Linked DNA regions of Mus musculus: region 1 is linked to region 2. The links are chromatin contacts, called in public Hi-C maps. All regions are on one chromosome and are shown on one strand. Each heading gives the region's core, a stretch centred on a gene start, on an enhancer-like site or on the middle of the called end of the contact. The rest is flanking DNA. Distances are from core to core; before and after follow the strand shown.

Region 1 (3,602 bases), core at 772-3,271, 1.2 Mb after region 2:
TAACCACTGAGCCATCTCTCCAGCCCACAAAAACATCTTTTTAATTAAAGCAAAAATAAAATTCAATTGGTAGTATTACTATAAAATGCACTTACTATCTACATAAATGCAAATCGCTGTTCTGATTAAATAGTATTGTCAACATCTTTGGGTTTGTTTTGGGTTTGGAGGGGGCTAATGGTAGCTTTTGCCATTGACTAATGTTATGATGCAGTGGATAATTTACTTCTAATCCTCCTCCGTCGAGGGCAGGATGTGTCCCTCATCAAGTCAAGGGGTGCTGTGCTGATCAACCTTTAATGCCACAACAAAGTAATTGGGGAAGAAAAAAAACCTTCTTTTCCTTTCAAGACAGGGCCTCACTGTGTGTCCCTGGCTGGCCTGAAACTCACCACATAGAGCAGTCTGCTCTGCCATCCACAGAGATCCTGGTGCCTCTGCCTCCCAAGGACTGGGATTGAAGGCCTAGAACACCACATCTGTCAAAAGAAAAAATCTTAAAGGTAAGATTTAGTCTAATTCATGCTTTCAAAGTCCACCTCTTCAGGCCTGGAGAGAGGCAGACTATCATAATGATGGCGGGAGAGTTGTGTGGCAGAGAAGCCAGGAAGTAGAGAAAAACAGGAAGGGCCTGGAGCAAGACATAGCTTTCAAAGGTGTGCCTCCCTAGTGACCCACTTCTTCCAACTAAACCCCAGCACCCCAGACAGCTACCAACACAGTAATGAGCTAATCCACGGACATTAGTGCCCTTGTGATCCAATGACCTCTATGTAATGCCACCATCTGGTAACCAAGTCTTCAACTCAGGAGACTTTGAAGCCATTTTGTGTCCAAACCATGACAAGTCTATTTTCCTTTTTTTTTTTTTTTAAGTTTAAAAAAAATATTTTATGTTAATGGGTGTTTTCTTTTTCCCTGCATCTATGTCTGAACTACACATACGGCTGCTTCCCATAGAGGCCACAAGAGGTTGTCAGATCCGCTGGAACTGGAGTTACAGACAGCTGTGAGCCTCTGTGCAGGTTCTGAGAACCAAACCTGAGCCCTCTGAGAGCAGCAAGAGTTCTCAGCCACTGAGCCGTCTCTGCAGCTCTCCTTCCTTGTAGCATCCAACTGCCTTTGGTATTGTAGTCTATGGTGTAATCTACCTTAAGGGCGATTCTCTTTGGCTATACTCATCATATGTTCAGGATCTAACATAAAGACATGGCCAAGGATTTTCTGAACCCTCTTACAATTTTTAAAAAAAAAAAAACACATTTATACAGGTAATGGAAAGAAATGACTTTTTAATTAAAGATTTACTATTGTTATTTTTAATTGTGTGTATGGAAGGTCTGAGTGTGGATGTGTGCACCTAAGTGCAGGTGCTCAAGAGAGCCAGAGGAGCCAGAGGAGCCAGCTTCCCCCTGGAGTTACAAGTGGTTGTGAGCCTGTCACCATGGATACTGAGTACCAGACTCTAAAAGAACAGTATGTGCTCTTAACCACTGAGCCATCCTCTATAAACCCAGAATTTAAAAAAAAAAATTTACTTTCAGGCTAGGGAGATGGCTCAGTGGTTAAGAGCACTTGCTGCTCTTGCAGAGGTCCTGAGTTCAATTCCTAGCACGCACATGGTAGCTCAAAACCATTCACAACTTTAGTTCCAGGAGATCTCATGTCCTTTTCTGACCTCTTTCGACACCAAGTATACATGTGGTACATACATATACATGTGGGCAAAACATTCACTCATAAAATAAAAAGAATACTTTTTTAAGATGTCTTTCATTGCAAAGAATGATCTTGCCTGTAGTCAGAACTAGGCTGGACCACAAAGATAAGGAATGGACACCTCTCTGTGTATGCCTGCCACAGGTAAACTGCTTTAAGTCTCGTGGGCGTGCTTCAGATCCTCCTGTTCGTAGACCTCAATATATTTGAGAATCCTTCCATTTTCTCTTTAGGCAGAGTGAGTCACATTCCGCTGGTGCAGCGCTGACTCACTGGAGACCAGTTATGGAGAGGACATTTAGAAAAGGACCTTTTGGATTCAAAGTCTAGAGATGGATCATTTCCTGGTGCGTGTCAGCAGAAGAACTCACGCAGCTGGCCCTCTGAAAGGAATTCTTAAGTCCCAGCGCTCAGAGGAAACTGTGGAGTTAAGATTGTTTGTTCATGGCAGAATTGGCTCTAGAACCAGAAAGGTTAAATTATAAATCTTCGACAAAACACAAGTTTCTCTACATCATTTTCCTCTGGAACTAGATGAGAAACAGCTGGACGCTGGAATAGAAAAACCACTGGAAAGACTCAATGGTGGCCAGCAATGCTTGCTCTGGCCCTTCCTGCAGCCAATGCCCGATCCCAGACTCAGCTCAGCTGTCTGATTCCCCAGAATCTCTTCCAGAACATTCCACCTCTTGCTTCCTCCTGAGCACACCTCCCCATTCCTCATGGCACTCTGGCTACTGGGAAGTATCTTACTCACCTGTTTGTCATCACTATTCTTGCCACAGTGTGTCATGAGAGTAGCAGTCTCGCCTGGCTGTGTGTCACAGTCACATCCCACAGGGCAGGCACATGCAGGTGCTCAGCTGATGTGTTCCGACGGGCTCGCACATGACTGACTGACCACTGCATTCTGCAGTTTTCTCCTCACCATTTCTTGTGCAGCCAGAGGCAAGCTGATGAGATGCACAAGAATAGTTTGGCACCAGCCTGACTTCAAACTCCACTTGAGATACCTAGAAAGTCTAGCCGGCGCAGGCTTTTGTGAGTTCAGCATAGATGGCTTATTTTTCTCACATCTGTCTCCCTAGCCTTCAGAACTCTGCTTGGGATATAAAAGACACTCAACAAATGGATAGATCTTTACCAGTTACGTGTTAACCATTATTACTAACAACCTATCTCATCTAATCACCACTACAACAGAATGCTTGTACTGGCTGGATTTGTGTGTCAACTTGACACAAGCTGGAGTTATCATAGAGAAAGCAATTTCAGTTGGGGAAATGCCTCCATGAGATACAACTGTAAGGCCTTTTCTCAATTAGTGATCAAGGGGGGGAGGGCCCCTTGTGGGTGCTGCCATCCCTGGGCTGGTAGTCTTGGGTCTATAAGAGAGAAGCAAGCCAGGGGAAGCAAGCCAGTAAGTAACATCCCTCCATGGCCTCTGCATCAGCTCCTGCTTCCTGACCTGCTTGAGTTCCAGTCCTGACTTCCTTTGGTGATGAACAGCAGTATGGAAGTGTAAGCCGAATAAACCCTTTCCTCCCCAACTTGCTTCTTGGTCATGATGTTTGTGCAGGAATAGAAACCCTGACTATGACAGTGCTAAACTGTACGTCACATTTTATAGATGAGAAAAAGGAGCTTTGGAGTTCCCTTCAGTTCAAAAACAAAACAACAAAAACAAACCTCTCCAGGAAGAATGTTTGTAGGCAGGTCTGTCAGACACCAAGACCATAAAACAGTTGCCATCTCCCGGCCTCCCAAATGGCCCTAACACAAAGTCAAAAAGAGTTTTCTTTTTTTAAGGCGTTTAGTGGGATCAAAGCTGCATCCTACTATAATCCACTGAACCAAAATGTAACCTCATCACCACTGTACCC
Region 2 (3,470 bases), core at 583-3,082:
AAGCAGATGACTCTTGCCAAGGTCTTCATTCTGCCACTAGGTGAATACATATCAGCTGATGGCTGCCATCCGGGAAAGGTACAGGGGATAGCGGTGGGCTCCAAGACACCCTTTTGCATGTTTGTTTTCAGTTATCTACGTCTGTCTCTATCTATGTTTGTCTGTCTCCATGTCTGTCTGTTTCTATGCCTGTCTGTCTCTCTGTTTGTCTGTCTCTATGTCTCTCTGTTTCTACCTATGTCTGTCTTTACCTATGCCTGTCTCTGTCTCTGTCTGTCTCTATGTCTGTCTGCCTCTATCTATGCCTGTCTCTATCTATGCCTGCCTCTATCTATGTCTGTCTCTAGCTGTGCCATCTTTATCACCAACATCATCTATCTGTTCACTTAGCTACAGGTCAGACTCCTCCCCTCCCTTCCTCTCTCCTTCTCTCCCTTTGTGTGCCTGTGTGATTAGCTTAGGACTTTGTTGCCTGGGACTTTTTAAATTCTTCCTGAGTTTACAGTTTTCCCCCTCTTGTATTCATTTCCAACTATGTTTGAACTCCCTGGAGAACTAGCTGTTTTAAATTTGTGGTTTTAGAGGCCAGGTTAGGAACTTATCCAAAGAGGAGACTCAGCCCCAGTTTCCATAAGGCTACCTCTTCATGGGTGAGAAAAAAAAAGACCTCATAGCCACCAAGCAGGATGTCTTTCTTTGAAGCTGGAGTTGGGTGAGCAGCTGAGTTCACCCAACTAGATGTAGACTAGAGGGAAATGATCACAGTTCAGCTTGGTTCTACCCTTATTAGGTGTTAGGTCTCTCTCCCTCTCTCCCTCTCTCTCCCTCTCTCCCTCTCTCCCTCTCTCCCTCTCTCCCTCTCTCCCTCTCTCCCTCTCTCTCCCTCTCTCTCCCTCTCTCCCTCTCTCCCTCTCTCCCTCTCTCTCCCTCTCTCTCCCTCTCTCCCTCTCTCCCTCTCTCTCTCCCTCTCTCCCTCTCTCCCTCTCTCCCTCTCTCCCTCTCTCCCTCTCCCTTTCCCTCTCCTCCTCTCTCCCTCTAGCCCCCTTCTGCCACATACACACATACACATACCACAACACACACACACTCATACATACCACACAGAAACACACACACAGGATCATATATTTGAGTACTTGGTTCACACACACAAATACAAACACACACACACACACACACACACACACACACACACACACACACACACACACAGGATCATAGATTTGAATACCCAGCTAGCTGTGCTATTTTAGGAGATTTGGGGACTTTTAAGAGGCAGGGCCTTGTTGGAGGAAGTGGACACAGTGGGGGAGCCCTATGGCATAAGCTTGTAGTTATGACTGAATCTCTTCTGTGTCCTAGACTGCTCAGGTGATGTCACCAGCAGCCCATGCTCCCACTGCCCCAACCGCAGGCTGTGACACTGCCATACCTTTCATATCACATGAGCAAAAAAAAAAAAAAAAAAATCCTTCTTTCTTCAAGTGGTCTCTTCTAGCACTTCTTATACATCATTTTGAGAATCACAACATTTCTTTCTCCAATCCTCAGTTTCCCCCTGTATGAAACACAATGGATGAGTTTCTCTGACGTCCTCTTAGGGTAATGATGCAAAAGTGAATGAGATACCGCATAGGGTTTTCCATGCTGTGGTTTCTCTCCCTCGCATCCATCCCTAAGCCTGAGATGCTTCGTTTCAGCGAGGCTCCATGGGTTTGTGCACTAGATGTCAGCAGAGCTCCACCGTTCAATTGGCCCTGCGTTGGAGGGGGGGGGGTGTTCTATTCATGGAAAACACTTCCCAAATGTTCTCATTGTGCTTTGCTGAGCCTGCAGTCCTGTCTCTGCCCTGCACCCACCCCACCCATCTGGCTAGAATTCCCTGTCAGCACAACTGGCCACTGTGTTGAAGCTTCCCACTCAGGGTTTCTGGAGAAATTCCTCTAGTATTCTTATTCTCCAAGCATTCGTTCAGAAAGCATGAAACCCAAGAGGGGATTAAAAAAATTTTTTTAATGCAGGGCAACATCACAAAGGATACTTGCTGCAGACAAAGTCAATGCTGTTCCAATTAAGCGTTTCTGTGCTCCATCCTTCTTCAGTGTCCAGTTGTCACAGCCACGTTTCAAGGTTCCTCTCTGGTAACAATTGGAGCTTGAAGCAGAAACTCAAGAGCTGGCTTTGTGTGTCCCAGAAGCACTCACTCATCAAGCAAAACTTCTTCTACAGCTGTGGTTCTCAACCTTCCTAACGCGGTGACCCTTTAATATACTTCATGTTGTGGTGACCCCAGCCTTAACATTATTTTCCTTGCTACTTTATGACTGTAATTTTACTACTGTTATGAATTGTAATGTAAATATGCAGTGTATCTGACATGTGACCCCCCCAAAGGGGCCATGACCCACAGGTTGAGAATCAGTGGTCTACTGAGAAGAAGAAATATCTTAGACCCTTGGGTGGTCTTGCTTAAGCACATGGGCTTTAGAGCTATGTCCTTCTTTTGGAAAAAAAAAAAAAAACTATGTCTTTCCTTGCTAAAGGTTTGGCCTCCTGCTGGGTGGGATGTGGGTTGGAGGCTGCTGGGTTAAAACAGGACCATGTTTTGGCTTCTTCAGCCCTGGCAATCTTGCTGATATCATTGTTGCTCCTTACACTGGCAGCAACATCATTTCCCTGCATGCTGACAAAGTGCAAGATGCGTTTAGAATTTGCTTTCCTTCGGAGAATGAAGGGTATTCAGCATTCAGTGTCTGACATTGCCTGAGATTGCCACTTCACATATATAACATGGAGACCACAAAGGCACACTGCTACGCACAGGCTACACAAGCTTTCTCTTTCCGAAGGTTGCTCTTCTCACATGAGACGGTCCCACCGGTTTATTTTCTATTCCATTTAATTTTCTTGTAGAAGCTTGAGAAGGATTTCATCGTATTTTTATTGAGCACCTATTATGAAATAGGCCCTGAGCTAGTTGCTGAAGACAGCCCCGCCCCCTCCAAGTCTCTGGTTGGCAGGTACGTGAATATCAGGTATCTCTGGTGACTAGCTGGAGACCTGGGATGGGAGAGGATATGGGGAGTCTATTGAGGTGACCCTCACTTCAATTCCTACCAGAGGGGGCCATAGAGACTGATATTGGCGCTTTAACTGAAACATGAACCAGCATTGATTAGCTTGAGAAGGAAGGAGTTCATTTAAGACAAAGACCCCATGACAGGAGGGCACACAACATGGTGATACATACATTTAACCCCAGCACTCAGAAGGAAGGTCTCTGGGAGTTCCAGGCCAGCTTGTTCTACATATTGAGTGCCAGGGTAGCCAGGCTATATTGGGCTATATAGTGAAGCTACTTTGTCTCAAACACACACACACACACACACACACACACACACACACACCCCAGTGCATGCATGTGTGTGCGTGTATGTGTGCTTGTGTGTGTATGTGTGTGGTGGTGGCTC

Evidence for each region. A called contact is a pair of places that touch in the nucleus more often than the background predicts.
Region 1: a contact with region 2 is called in a Hi-C map of ventricular fibroblasts, with 6 times the contacts expected there. The contact joins two enhancer-like sites. A contact is called at or near these places in 2 of 39 promoter capture datasets (the 3T3-L1 cell line and hippocampal neurons), 6 of 484 Hi-C or Micro-C datasets (cardiomyocytes, cerebral cortex, cortical neurons and 2 more) and 1 of 115 datasets of contacts at active chromatin or transcription factors (astrocytes).

What each region holds. Positions count from the first base shown.
Region 1 is chr5:74,933,785-74,937,386 of GRCm38.p6, forward strand. No RefSeq gene overlaps it. Among named protein-coding and RNA genes, the nearest start is that of Gm52779, 8.7 kb to the right of the region's middle. Within about 2 kb of position 2,022, at least 56 of the 459 cell types and tissues checked have an H3K27ac peak or open chromatin away from gene starts, as enhancers often do.
Region 2 is chr5:73,760,124-73,763,593 of GRCm38.p6, forward strand. No RefSeq gene overlaps it. Among named protein-coding and RNA genes, the nearest start is that of Gm34960, 43 kb to the right of the region's middle. Within about 2 kb of position 1,833, at least 63 of the 459 cell types and tissues checked have an H3K27ac peak or open chromatin away from gene starts, as enhancers often do.